3 separate regions of the Sus scrofa genome follow, and regions 1 and 2 are each linked to region 3. A link is a contact called in public HiChIP or PLAC-seq data. All regions are on one chromosome and are shown on one strand. Each heading gives the region's core, a stretch centred on a gene start, on an enhancer-like site or on the middle of the called end of the contact. The rest is flanking DNA. Distances are from core to core; before and after follow the strand shown.

Region 1 (3,693 bases), core at 245-2,744, 160 kb before region 3:
AATACAGTCATAGACAATTAAAGCATAATATATCAATGAAATGGAAAGCAACTTTAAAATATTACATTTAATTTAATTTCCCTCTGCCAGGGGAAAACACCTTTAAATAACACAAAGTCAAAGCAAAATTTAAACTATGTACAGTATGAATTCAATTACCCTAAAAAAATGCAAGGGGAAAACTCTAGAAAAAATATTCCAGATGTTAAATAAAATTGTTTCCTGGATGTGGAGGTATAGATATTTTCTTCTCTGCATTTCTATAGCTTCACCTGCTTCCCAAGTTTTCTACTGAGTGGACCATTCTCTTATAATCAGAAATTCACTTTCCTGTAACCCTGAAGCTAATACAACATTGTAAATCAACTATACCCCAATAAAAATTTTAAAAAATAATCAAAGGGATATAAAAGGAAGAAAAATAAACCACATTGAAAACATAAAAAAAAATAAATAACCAGGAAAAAAAAGAGAATATAGTTTTTTTTTTTTTAGGGCTGCACCTGTGACATATGGAAGTTCCCAGGTTAAGGGTAGAATCGGAGCTGCAGCTGCCAGTCTACACTACAGCCACAGCAAAGCCGGATCCCTGACCCAATGATCGAGGCCAGGGGTCGAATCTGCATCCTCATGGATACTAGTCAGATTCACTTCTGCTGCGCCACAACAAGAACTCCCGAGAGTATAGCTTTTACATTAGAATTAATAAGAGCAAATTATTTATCCAGAACAAGTAGAGCATGTTGGTTAGTTTAATTTTCAGACAATTAAATATTTATCACATGCTATGTACTCCAAATAGAGTGCCTGAAGGAATACATAGCAAACCTGATATCAAAACGACACAAACAGAAATCAGCTTTTCTCTTATGATTCATAAGGGACTTCAGCGGTTAACACCTTTTGAGGGTCATCTTACAAAACCGGGAGTGTCATTCCATCAGACCGCCTTAATCTCTTAACCGTCTCTTGTTTCTGTGAGCAGGTGCTGGCTTGTTCATTACGCTGCCAGCACTAAACACCTGATGTTTTCATTAATTTTCAGCATACTTCACTTACGGTAAACTTTTACTTTATGTGCTTTACAAACGTGCCATCGAATGGCAGAGGAGCACTGGAGTTTGGCCAAAGTCCGCATCAAACTTCAGAGCTGGGCTTGACCCCGAGTCCGGTCCCTCCCCAGGCCGGCCCTCTGTCTCCCAGCACATTGCGCTGGAAACACTGGGGACCGGTAATTATTTGTTGGTTTAATATAATTTGTTTAGTCACTGGACGACGACTGATTTGCATTTTCTCTCTTTTCGTATTGATCTGTAACCCACTCTGTCTTCTACCTAATGGGCATTTGGGCACCAACTGGCCAGTGTTGCTTTCCTGTCCTTTCAGGCAGGATTTTGCCCCCCGGGTTCTCTGGCAGCCGCCTCTGTCACTATGGTGTTCCCGCATCAGCTCCCACACGACAGCACCAGCAGCTGTGCCCTGTCCTTGCCCGGCTCAGCGGGGAGCCCAGTGCCCCGTCCCTCCCCCGGCGGGAGCCCTCGTCTGAAGACGGACAGCCTGGCCGCGCTCCGAGCCAGGAATGCCCTGGACTCAGCCCTGGACTTGGCTTCTTCCTTAACTCAGAGAAACAAAACCCTCATCAGCACGCACGGGTGTAGCAGCTCCTGAATCAGGGCACATCTCAGCAGAATTTAGGGTCTTTCCAGGCACAGGCGAGGGGACCTCACTGCGCTGACAACCCAGGGACCCGTCCTAGAGTCCATCTGATCACTATAACATGAATGCGGCATGGCAGTATTGGGGGAATATATAAATGTGAGCTTATGATGTACCGTTAAATTTAAAACTAAGATGTCAAAACACATGCAAACTCAAGACCACTGAAGGAAAATGTTCCTATGCCGGTGAAGGTAAAACATACACCAACAGCTTCCACAGAGGCTGGATATTTTGAAAGTGGCAGGTAGGTGGTTTCATATGACATGGAAGCTGAAGGTAATTTTAAAATATATATGATAACATTTTATCAAATTGCAGTGGGCTCTCTATAACAAGAAAGAATAGGTCATTCAAGGCAATAAATGGGATGATAAGAAAAATCCTCACTCTGTTGCACTAAGTACAAAATCATATTTGCAAGGAAAAGTACCTTTACATTTGTTTCTTAGACAAGCACAAACTGTGTCCTTTAAAGTACACCCTGAAAGACGCTGTAATGCCAGACAGTGAGTGTCCCCTGGCGGGGCCCCTCCCATCCAGCCACTGCCTCAGCCCACAGAGGACCCCACACTCACCGAATATACTAGGTCCTCGCCGAAGCCTGGCGCTCTCGTTGCCTGGCCACTACTTTCCTTTATTACCTAACAAACGCGATCCACCTTTCAGCTAGACGTGCACATATAATAACAGGGAAAGGAAAGGGAAACATCAATATTCCTTTACAGAGTGTTTGGCATCTGCTGGGCACCGTCCTGTGAGCTTTGCAGACATCCTTCCGTTTAACCTCACGACAACCCCGTAAAGGAGACCCTGTTATCCTTCCTGCACAGACGACGACCCGAGGACATGATGCCGTGGCCTCTGGCTCAAAGCCACACAGCAGGTTGGATCCACCCCTCGACGGGACCATGGCTCCCTCTCCCTCCCCCTTCTCCCTCCACGCACCTCAACATCGGATATAGACACACACACACAAGCACACACATGCACGCTCATGCACATGCACACATTGCTTTTTATGTAAATGTGCTTCTGTTACTTACTGTTTCTATTATTTTGAAGCTTTTCTTTTTTATCCTCTTCTTTTGCCTACCTAGGAGATAATATCTGAGCCTAGAAGAACCCCGACTTTATTCAGCCAGCCGCACGAATCCCTGCATCCCCGCAGATGCTGCAGGGACTGAGGCTTGAGCCTGCCTTATCTGCTGTCTTGACCTGAGTGTGTCAGTCACGCAAGGGGAAAAACAGGTTCTGTGGTCCAGGGGAGGGTCTACCTCTCCCCACACTGGACAGTCCATCCAACAATCAAAAAAGAAACCAGCTTTAAGGCGAAGCAAATCCTGTGAACAGCAGAACAGAGCCATGAAAAGAACCTGTCATTGACGACAGCATTGAGCACTGAGTCAACCAGCTCGGGCTTGGCTTCTGAACTCCCAGCTTGCCAAATAACACGTGTCCTCACGATGTAATTCAGTTTGATTTTCTCATCCTTCACTTTCAACTGACTTGATCCAGTAAGGCGAGAATTTCCACAGGAGGTATGCAGTCGAGTGCCAGTAGATAGGTGACTGGCTCACAGGTTTGGGACGGCTCAAAGGAAGTCCCTGATTGCAGCATTCGTTAATGTCTATAGTGCCAATACTCCCACCACAGGCACCGGCACGGCGTCGCTGACGCTGAAGATGGCCGGGAGGCGACGGTGCTCGTGGCTGGCGGGCTCCTGTGGGGTACGCTAACTTCCCTTCCAGTTTCCAGGAGAGGAGAGGACCACGTGGGGTGCGCTGTACCACGGATTTACATGCTGCATTTACCAAATACTAAAAATTCTGTATTCCCACAGGTACATGCTACTGCTCTCTTTTCAGTCCTTACGCAATTGCGCAGTTTTAATCCCCTTAGTTGCATCGTGTGTCTGATTTCCGGTGGGATAAACTGGGATGAGGGAATCTGGCTCCACTATTAACCTTCTTCAGA
Region 2 (3,999 bases), core at 982-3,481, 190 kb before region 3:
TCCCTTGGATGTGAGTAGATATAAGAATTGCTGACAGTGCAACTCAAAGTCCCAGGAAAAGGGCTTTATCAGAGTGAAAGTATTCCTAAATCAGTTGGCTACCACATGCAGGTCGTCATGTGGTCATTTATCATCTAGCTCAGTTGCCCTAAGCCACATATTCATTTTAATCTGTGAATAACTTAGTGATTGCTCACAGCTACTTTCCAGCAGGCCAACAGCTGCAGGTAAGTGATTCCAAGCAGAGCTCCTCCGAAAGCGACACAAGGCCAGTGGAGGAGATGCTTCCCTTCCGTCTTAGGGTGGGAGATACAAAGCAAGGCTCTCTGATCAAGGCTCTCCGACATCCTGACTTGGCCTTGGTGAAGCCTGGCGCCACGCCTTACCCCCGTAGTAAATACCCACTGCTCAGCCACTTCTCACCACTTCCGAAATCAAAGCCCTGGCTCTGAGTCTGAACCTTGGTCCACACGCCATCACGCCTCGCCTGGACTTCAGCAAGAGCCTCTACATGCGTGGGTTATTTCTACCAGTATTTTCGGTACTCAAAAATCAAAGCATAACTTTATAAAGTGAATTCATTAAAATAACAATAATAAAAATTGCACATGAAAATAAAAAACATTTGTATTTAAAAAACTATTTTTTAACAAAAAATGAGTGGGAAGAGTAGCATTTCGCAATTTTGCCAAAGCCTCTTTAATGTCTTGACAGGAGACAGCTGGGTGCCTTGTTGGCTCTGCACTCATCTGTTGGGATATCAAGCAGACTTTGAAAAACACCATCATACACCCCTGAGAAAGTGAGAGAGAAAAGGCAAACAGCATCTCAGTGCCGCCCTGAAAGGGATCCTCGCCTTTCAGACCCTCTGAAGGGGACTCAGAGGTCCCCCCACCCCCCAGGGTCCCTGAACATACTGAGAGTCAGTAGCCAAGGCTGCGGTCTTTTTCTTCCGGAGGGGCAATCAGAACAGAAAAGTATTGTACTACTAACAAATAATTATTATAACAAAGATTAATGTACTACGTGATTTTCTTTCAAATAGAGCTTCTAACATTTTGTTGCTTTGACAGCCAGGCGGATAGGAAAACTAAAAATGGACTCTAACCCCTTTATCCCATTCCTTTCATTCTTCTCTGGAGGAAACAGTCTTGCATCAAGGGTGAGAGTTGAGCTGCCAGCGGTTGCGAGCAGGGGTCTTTCCATGACGCACCAGCTGTGGGAGCCAACCCTCGCCCTTTTGCCTTCAAACGATCTGTAATATAATTGTACGAAGCACTGACGGTTCTTTGAAAAACACATTTGAGAAAACCCAAATTCAAAGCAGTAGATTTGTTTCTTAGTTGTTACCAAAAACGCAAACCAAAGAAACAAAGGTAAAAAGCGCCATTCAATCTCCATTAGAATGTAGCCATGAAGACAAATAGGAAAAGGGCTGCTTTATCGTTGAAAATTAAGGATATGAGTCAACATAGACCAAAAATTGGAGGCCATTTTACTAAAGAGGTCACCGCTTGGACCAGATTTGAAAACGCAGTAAGTGGACCGCAAGCCGCAAGTGCTGTTCGCCCTGAGCCAGAGCAGTGCCTGGCCGTCCAGGCGCCAGAGCAGCCCAGGCTGAGCTGGGAGCCAGGCCCGGGAGCCAGGCTGGCGCACGAATGTCACAGGCTCCCGTCCCCCGCCGTCCATACAAAGGGGGGAACCTGTGAAAAGAGCAACGTGTGTGAAGCGCTTTTAAAACCGCAGGAGCTGAAGCTGAACGCGGAGCAGGTCTGCGGAGCGGGTCTGCGGAGCGCCCCGCGTCTGGGCTGGGCTCGCCCGGCAGGCGGGGGCGGCAGGAGAGCCGGGCACGGCCGCCCTGCGGCTGCCTTCGCCTTGCGCTTCGGGGCCGAGCACGGACAAGGGCGGGCAGAGGAGCTTGGAAGCCCGGACCCACCCCGCCTGCTGCCTCGCGAACCCCCAGGGCCGCGCCTCCGCGGCTGCTCTGCTCAGCCCGAGGGGACCTGCCTGCAGGCCTCACGGCCCCTCTCCGGCTGCTCCGCAGCAGCAGGGCCCCGCGGAGACCTGGCGTGCTGGCTGCTAAAACTGAACAAAACAAACAAAGGTCTGGAGGAGTCTCTTCGTTCTAGGAGAAACACACCGGAATAATCACCACGCATGTCTAGACCAGACTGGCACCTCTAGCAGCTTCCTTCCCGCCCGGCCGGCGCTGCCAGCCCTCCCTGAGGACTCGCTGTTGACAAACTCTCTGCCTCCGAGCACCTCCCCAGGCCCTGCCGCCCACTTTCTGTTGCTCTTCCATCTGGTTTCTCTGGTGTCTGTCCCAGAGCCTCGGCCCCAGATGCTCCCCCTTCCTCAGCCAAGGCGCGGGCGCTCCGTGGCGTCATTTGACGTCTCCCTTGTCCCTTCCCAGCTGCCGCCTCTGGCTTCACGCGCTGCCCCTGGGAACAAGGGACCGTCCTCGGGGCGCGCGATTTTCAGACTCCTGCCTGCGCTCGGCGGGAGGCGGGGGCTCCTGACCCCGTTCCTGGGAGGCAGGATAACACAGAGCAAGGCCGTAAAGATGGATGTGCCACCCTAGAGAGGGCAGACCAGGTCTCCGGGCTTGAATGGAAAACTTGCCCTAAAATAGATTTACTGCAGGAAACAAGAATATTTTCAAATACATTTGTTCCAAACTCTTAAAAAAGAGAAACTTGAGCTGAGGCAAGAAGAGACTGCCTGGAAAGCAAAATCACAAGAGCCAAACCAAAGTGTTTGTTGGAGAAAGAAGAGCAAATCTGATACTGCACATTGTCCTGCTGTTGATATGGCAGGAGATGTGGGGAGCAGTCCCAGGACCCGAAGTGAAGGAATGAACTGATGACCAGGGGTCAGAGAGGGAGGTCACAAAACCCAACTGTGCATACCGTCTCCGCGCAGGACAAAGCCGCACAAAAGGAACAGAATGAATAATTCAAGGGCAAATAAAGAGAAGAAATTAATGTGTACCCAACCCTTCAAAGAAACCTGAGCCTGAAGATTTCAAAAGCAAACTCACCCGTTCATTATGCAGGGATGAGAGGCTCCTTTTCCCATCCCTCCCCCTCCTCCTCCCACAGGCTTCCCCCCAATACCACTGGCAAACTCAGTGACAAAGCTGAGTCCATGAAGCAATATCCTGATTTTTTGAACTGTTGCATTTCTCTCCTCTAAGCTCCCAAAGGCGTGTGATCGTGTTCCTCCAGGACCGACTGTAACGGAGAGCGTTTCCTGCGTTAGTCCAGGTCCTCTAAGAAGCAGTTGCTGGGAAGGGAAGAAGCAAAGCACCTGCACAAAAGCTGGGGGGGCAGAGTGGGCAGCATGATGCAAGTCTTACTCGAGTGAAGGAGTAGGGGAGGGGTTGCAAGCACCCCCGGAATGCTGGCCGTACTTGCAAGCTTTGTAAGGCTGCAGGGAGGCCCTGCAGCCAAGGCTAGCCAGGAAAGGGTCCAGCATCTCCCGGGAATGCCTGCATTAAGTCATGGGCTGGGAGGGGTGCCTGGGGACCTGCACTGGGTAAACTCGGCAGGAAATTTCAGAGCATGGCTGCTAAGGAAATTGGGTCAATGACCTGCTCTGTAGTTGGTCTGTCCGATAGAGTCTCATGGCCACCGCAGGGCTCAGTGTGTACGAATTCAACAATCAATTATCAAGCAACGAAGCACCAAAGGCCCTACTCGGCTTGCAAAAAAAGACACTTGTTCCAAACACAAAAATGGTAAAGACTGTGTCCTTAGCTGTACTGAGTTCAAAATCTAATGAGAAGACAAACCTGGAACTATGCAGTTACCACAGAAGAAGCAAGCATGAGTGTGGTCCCAGTTCCCCAGCACTACAGGAATGCAGCGGTGAGCTCTTGCCACCCGCCTCTCCATGGAATAAGTCATGAGACCCTGCAGCTGCTGACCCGCAGCAGCCTCTGAGCAGAGCTCAGGGTGAAAATCAGGAGGGAGGACTCTGGGAAAACTGGAAGAACAG
Region 3 (4,024 bases), core at 508-3,007:
TGACTCCTGGGCCATGTGGCGGCCGCCAGAACCCTGGTCTCTGCAGGAGGCACGGGGAGGGAGCCTGTGTGGCCTCCCAGAGGTCACTTTAGGGACTCTCGACTGCTCTGCTCACACGCGCACATGTCGCCTTGTCCACATCCCTCTGCTGAGTTACTCTCTGGAATTCAGCTGCTGGCAACCCCGTGCCCAGAACGCTGTGAAGACTGGGCTTGCTCTTCCCCACGTCTCATCAATTACATGGGCCTTTCAGATGATTTAACAGGTGGCCGTCCCGGGGTAGCGTGACCCCATCTGACTCCTTTGGTTTTAGACTGTGGAGTGGGTGATTTTTTTTTTTTTTTTAAGTGCTACATTCTTTTAGGAATCAGCAGCCCCCATCTGGCCTTCAGCGTCGGACATCAGCGTGATGGTACAAACCTTGAAAGTCAGGGCAGTGCCCCTCACTGTGAAAAGACAAAGTCGTTGCTTCAAAGAGCTGAGCAGGACACTGGGTCCCAGAGGCACAGGACAAATTCAGGCGCCAGGTAGAAAAAAAGAGTCTTTTGCACTTAGCAGCCTGGAGAGCTGCTGTCAAAGCCACTCTCTTGGGCCAGGGGTGTCCGGGTGTCACCAGCTGTGCCTCTCCTGAGACTCGGGGCAGCCTCAGGAGGCTGTGCCTGCGCTGAGGTGCGGCTGGGGGGAGGCGCCCTCTGCTGACAATCATGTTCCCCCTCCCAGGATCCCCTGTGAGAAAGCACGATTTCACAGTCCTCCCAGGGTCTTCTGCCAACTTCTGTGAACAGATGTGGAATTAAAAAAAAAAGTAAAACAAAGAGGAAGGAGCTCCATTTTCAACTGTATAACTAGAACATTTCTGATAGAAGAAAATAGGCTAATGACTTTTTAAAAAAAAAAAATCTCAGAGATGAAATCAGTGTATTAAGTGTGCCAGGGTTTACAGATATGGGCAGACATCATTTTATTGCACTTTGCTTTATTGAGCTTCAAAGATACTGTTTTGTTTTTGGTTTTCCTTTTCCTTTTTTTTTTTTTTTTTACACAGATTGAAGGTTTGTGGTAACCCTGTGTTGTCAGCTGATGTTTTGGCAATACACTATTTTTTTTTAAATTAAGGCTTGAACATTTTTAGACATAGGCAGTTGCACACTCACTAGACTGCAGTATAGTGTAAACATAGCCGGTGTGGGGACTGGGAAAGCAGAGCCTCGTGTGACTTGCTTTGCTGCCGTATTCGCTTTTGTCTGTGGTCTGGAAAGCGCGGTGTCTCAGGGCCCACCTGTGTGACAAGGTGGGCTGCATCTTGTGGTTTTAATCTTTTCTTTCTAAAATTTTCTAAGAGACGCTGAGTCTAGGAGCACTGGCTGCAGTCCAGCTTTGTCAGAAAGAGGTCAGCTTTCATTGAGAACTTGGTGGCCAGTGTGCGCTGTCCGCCAGCCCCGCAGCATGTCCACAGCCTCCCCGGAGCGGCTTGCACCTTGAGCACCTGCTCATGCTCCTTGAGAAGGGGAAGCACTAGAAGCTCCCGAGCCTTCCTCTGAGCGGCAGTTTGCTCACATAAGCATATGCCAAGTGCTTGGCGAGGGCACAGCGCCCGTGCGGCTCTGGTCGCAGCTGTGCCTCCCTCCCGTCCTCCTGGACCGGGATGTGCGTCAACAGTGGTGCGCATGGCATCCCGAACGCATCCGCCCTGCCAGGCCCTCCGGCTTCGGTGGGCGGGCCCCCAAGAGACCCGTGCCTGCAGCCCCCGCCCCCCAGCTGTCTGCTTTCTAAGCTGTCACAGCGCCAGCACAGCTGTGCCCCGCGGTGACCCCACTCGCTGCCTTAGAGCGCCAGGCCCTGGACCGAGGCTCCGCGTCCTCCGGGTCCTGAGCTCGCGGGACTCGCGGCCGGAAGCAGCAGCCGAGCCGCCCGGGCCTCGGTCGGTCGGGGCAGGGCTGGTGGAGCCCGGACATCCGTCTGAACTCTTCCAACTCCAGGAATCTCACCTTGACCGGAGATGGTCTGTGTTCCATGTTTTCAGCAGCCGCAGTAGCTTGAAAGCCTTGGTCTTGAGCGCATGACCTGTGTGGCGCCCTACCTCTGTCCTCTGGGCGGCGACACCTCGGAGGAGGATTGTCTTTGTCGTGCCCCGCCCCCTAGAGTTAAAGTCAGCTGAGCATCCTCTTCCCGAGGCTGAGCAGCCCCCTCTTTAGAACCAGCCCATGGCTCTCCTCACACCTCGTCCCTCTGTCATTTGTCCAAGGGACGGGTGTTCCCGGGCAGCCCACTAGAAGTGCTGACCACTCCCAGCAGCTCACTCCCGAGGTCACCAGGCTTAGGATCCTAAGTAGAAGCACGTGCCATTCGTCCCTGTGAGGAGTTCCCTGGTGGCACCATGGCTTAAAGACCTGGCATCTCTGCAGTGGCTCGGGTCACGGCTGTGGCAAGGGTTCAATCCCTGGTCTGGGAACTTCTGCATGCCACAGGCAGAGTAAAAACAAACAAACAAACAACAAAAAGATTAGCACTGCTAGCGCCACGTCTTCATTCTAGCTTCTTGAGGATGCCTGTGATCCGATTCTGCCAGCCAGCACACTTCACCTTGTCTCTCGGGTGCTTTCTGTGGCCTTGCTTCCGGAATTGTGGCACAAAGGTTGAACAAGGCTGAGTCGTTTGTGGTTGATGCCACTGCCCTCATCTGCTTAGAAATCAATACTCTGTCAACAGGCTCTGTTTACTCTATGGGGATTCGTGAAATCCTATCGGCTACCACATCTTTACTAACTGATGTTATGGTTTAATTAACTAGAGGCCTCATTGCGGTTCATAATTGTAATATACCTTAAAATATCTCTACTTTCCTAATGCTCTCTGGTGCATTTTTGTAAAGATAACCTTGCAAAATTAACCATGCATGAACCTGAAGTGTCACATTAAGAGATGGAGGTAACAGCTAGCAGTTTTCACTTGAAGCTCAATCTCAGGAAAAAATGTTTATATAGACAGAGCTATGCAGGTGGAGTGCTTTGGGAAGGATGAGGTGCCAGTGTCCAGATCCGAGCAAGGAATATAGCTAAGGAAATGTAGACATCAGACGACGCTCTTCCAAACAGAAGAATCTGTAGAATGATGTCCCGCAGAAACCCCTGAATATCCTGGGACCTGTCTCTTCTCTTTGCATCTCAGTGTATAATTGAGCCTAAATGTGCCAAACATGCTGGCGGTTATTTGTACGGACTCTGTCATCTCTGCAGGAATAAAGGCACTGTATGGGAAGTTCACGGGTTTTAATTTGTGAAAATTGTTTTCTCCTGAATGATATGGTTTCTAAAAATGTATTACTTGCACCCACTGTTTTAATGTTTCCAGGCCAGAGAGTAGACGTGCCTGTGCTCATATTAAAAACAGCAGTATTACTCTCTGCCAGAATCCAAACCCAGTTTAGAGACTCCATCATGCTCCTGCCCGCCCGGAAACACCCAAGGGCGGGCTGAGTATAACAGAACATCTGTTGCTAATGAGGGTAGGAAGCGCTGATTAAACGCTTACCATGTGGTAGGTACAGGCCCTGAGCTTCAGGTTCTCATGAACAACCCTTTGTGGCACAAAGCAAAGTGTGCCAATCAGCAGGAGGAAACTGAGGCACAGGGACTCCGGGTAAATACCCCAAGTCCACAGGTGACGCCCTGTGCGGCTGGGCTGAAGCTGCACCCACCCTGTGCTCCGCTGCTGCTGTGCAGAATGACTCCTGGGTTGGTGGAGACCTGAAGTCACGGTGGATGCTGAGATAGGCCGTGTTTAAATATCATCCCAGTCGCCTGTCTGCTGTGTGACCTTGGCAAGGTCATTCTCTTGAGTTCATTTTTCTCCTTTATAAATTAAGAAAAACTAGGGCCAGTTTTGGAGGGTTAATCTTGAGAATTCCAAGGACGTGTGAGGCACTGAGCACCTGGTCTGTGCTAAGTGACCCAAAGCGTTAGCAATGCTTTGTCTCCTTGGTGGAAACCATGCGTCTGGTCGCAGAACCGGCAGCCGGCCTGCC

The links. HiChIP or PLAC-seq counts read pairs in DNA pulled down with a chosen protein or histone mark.
Region 1: a contact with region 3 is called in an H3K27ac HiChIP or PLAC-seq map of skeletal muscle. The contact joins two enhancer-like sites. A contact is called at or near these places in 1 of 47 Hi-C or Micro-C datasets (omental adipose tissue) and 1 of 2 datasets of contacts at active chromatin or transcription factors (skeletal muscle).
Region 2: a contact with region 3 is called in an H3K27ac HiChIP or PLAC-seq map of skeletal muscle. The contact joins two enhancer-like sites. A contact is called at or near these places in 1 of 47 Hi-C or Micro-C datasets (epiblast stem cells) and 1 of 2 datasets of contacts at active chromatin or transcription factors (skeletal muscle).

What each region holds. Positions count from the first base shown.
Region 1 is chr9:139,225,572-139,229,264 of Sscrofa11.1, forward strand. No RefSeq gene overlaps it. Among named protein-coding and RNA genes, the nearest start is that of EGFR, 75 kb to the right of the region's middle. Within about 2 kb of position 1,495, at least 5 of the 83 cell types and tissues checked have an H3K27ac peak or open chromatin away from gene starts, as enhancers often do. A contact at or near this core is called in skeletal muscle, where this site is marked.
Region 2 is chr9:139,187,965-139,191,963 of Sscrofa11.1, forward strand. No RefSeq gene overlaps it. Among named protein-coding and RNA genes, the nearest start is that of SEC61G, 54 kb to the left of the region's middle. Within about 2 kb of position 2,232, at least 30 of the 83 cell types and tissues checked have an H3K27ac peak or open chromatin away from gene starts, as enhancers often do. A contact at or near this core is called in skeletal muscle, where this site is marked.
Region 3 is chr9:139,381,589-139,385,612 of Sscrofa11.1, forward strand. All of the region lies in intron 1 of EGFR (epidermal growth factor receptor), which reads left to right. Among named protein-coding and RNA genes, the nearest start is that of EGFR, 81 kb to the left of the region's middle. Within about 2 kb of position 1,758, at least 16 of the 83 cell types and tissues checked have an H3K27ac peak or open chromatin away from gene starts, as enhancers often do. A contact at or near this core is called in skeletal muscle, where this site is marked.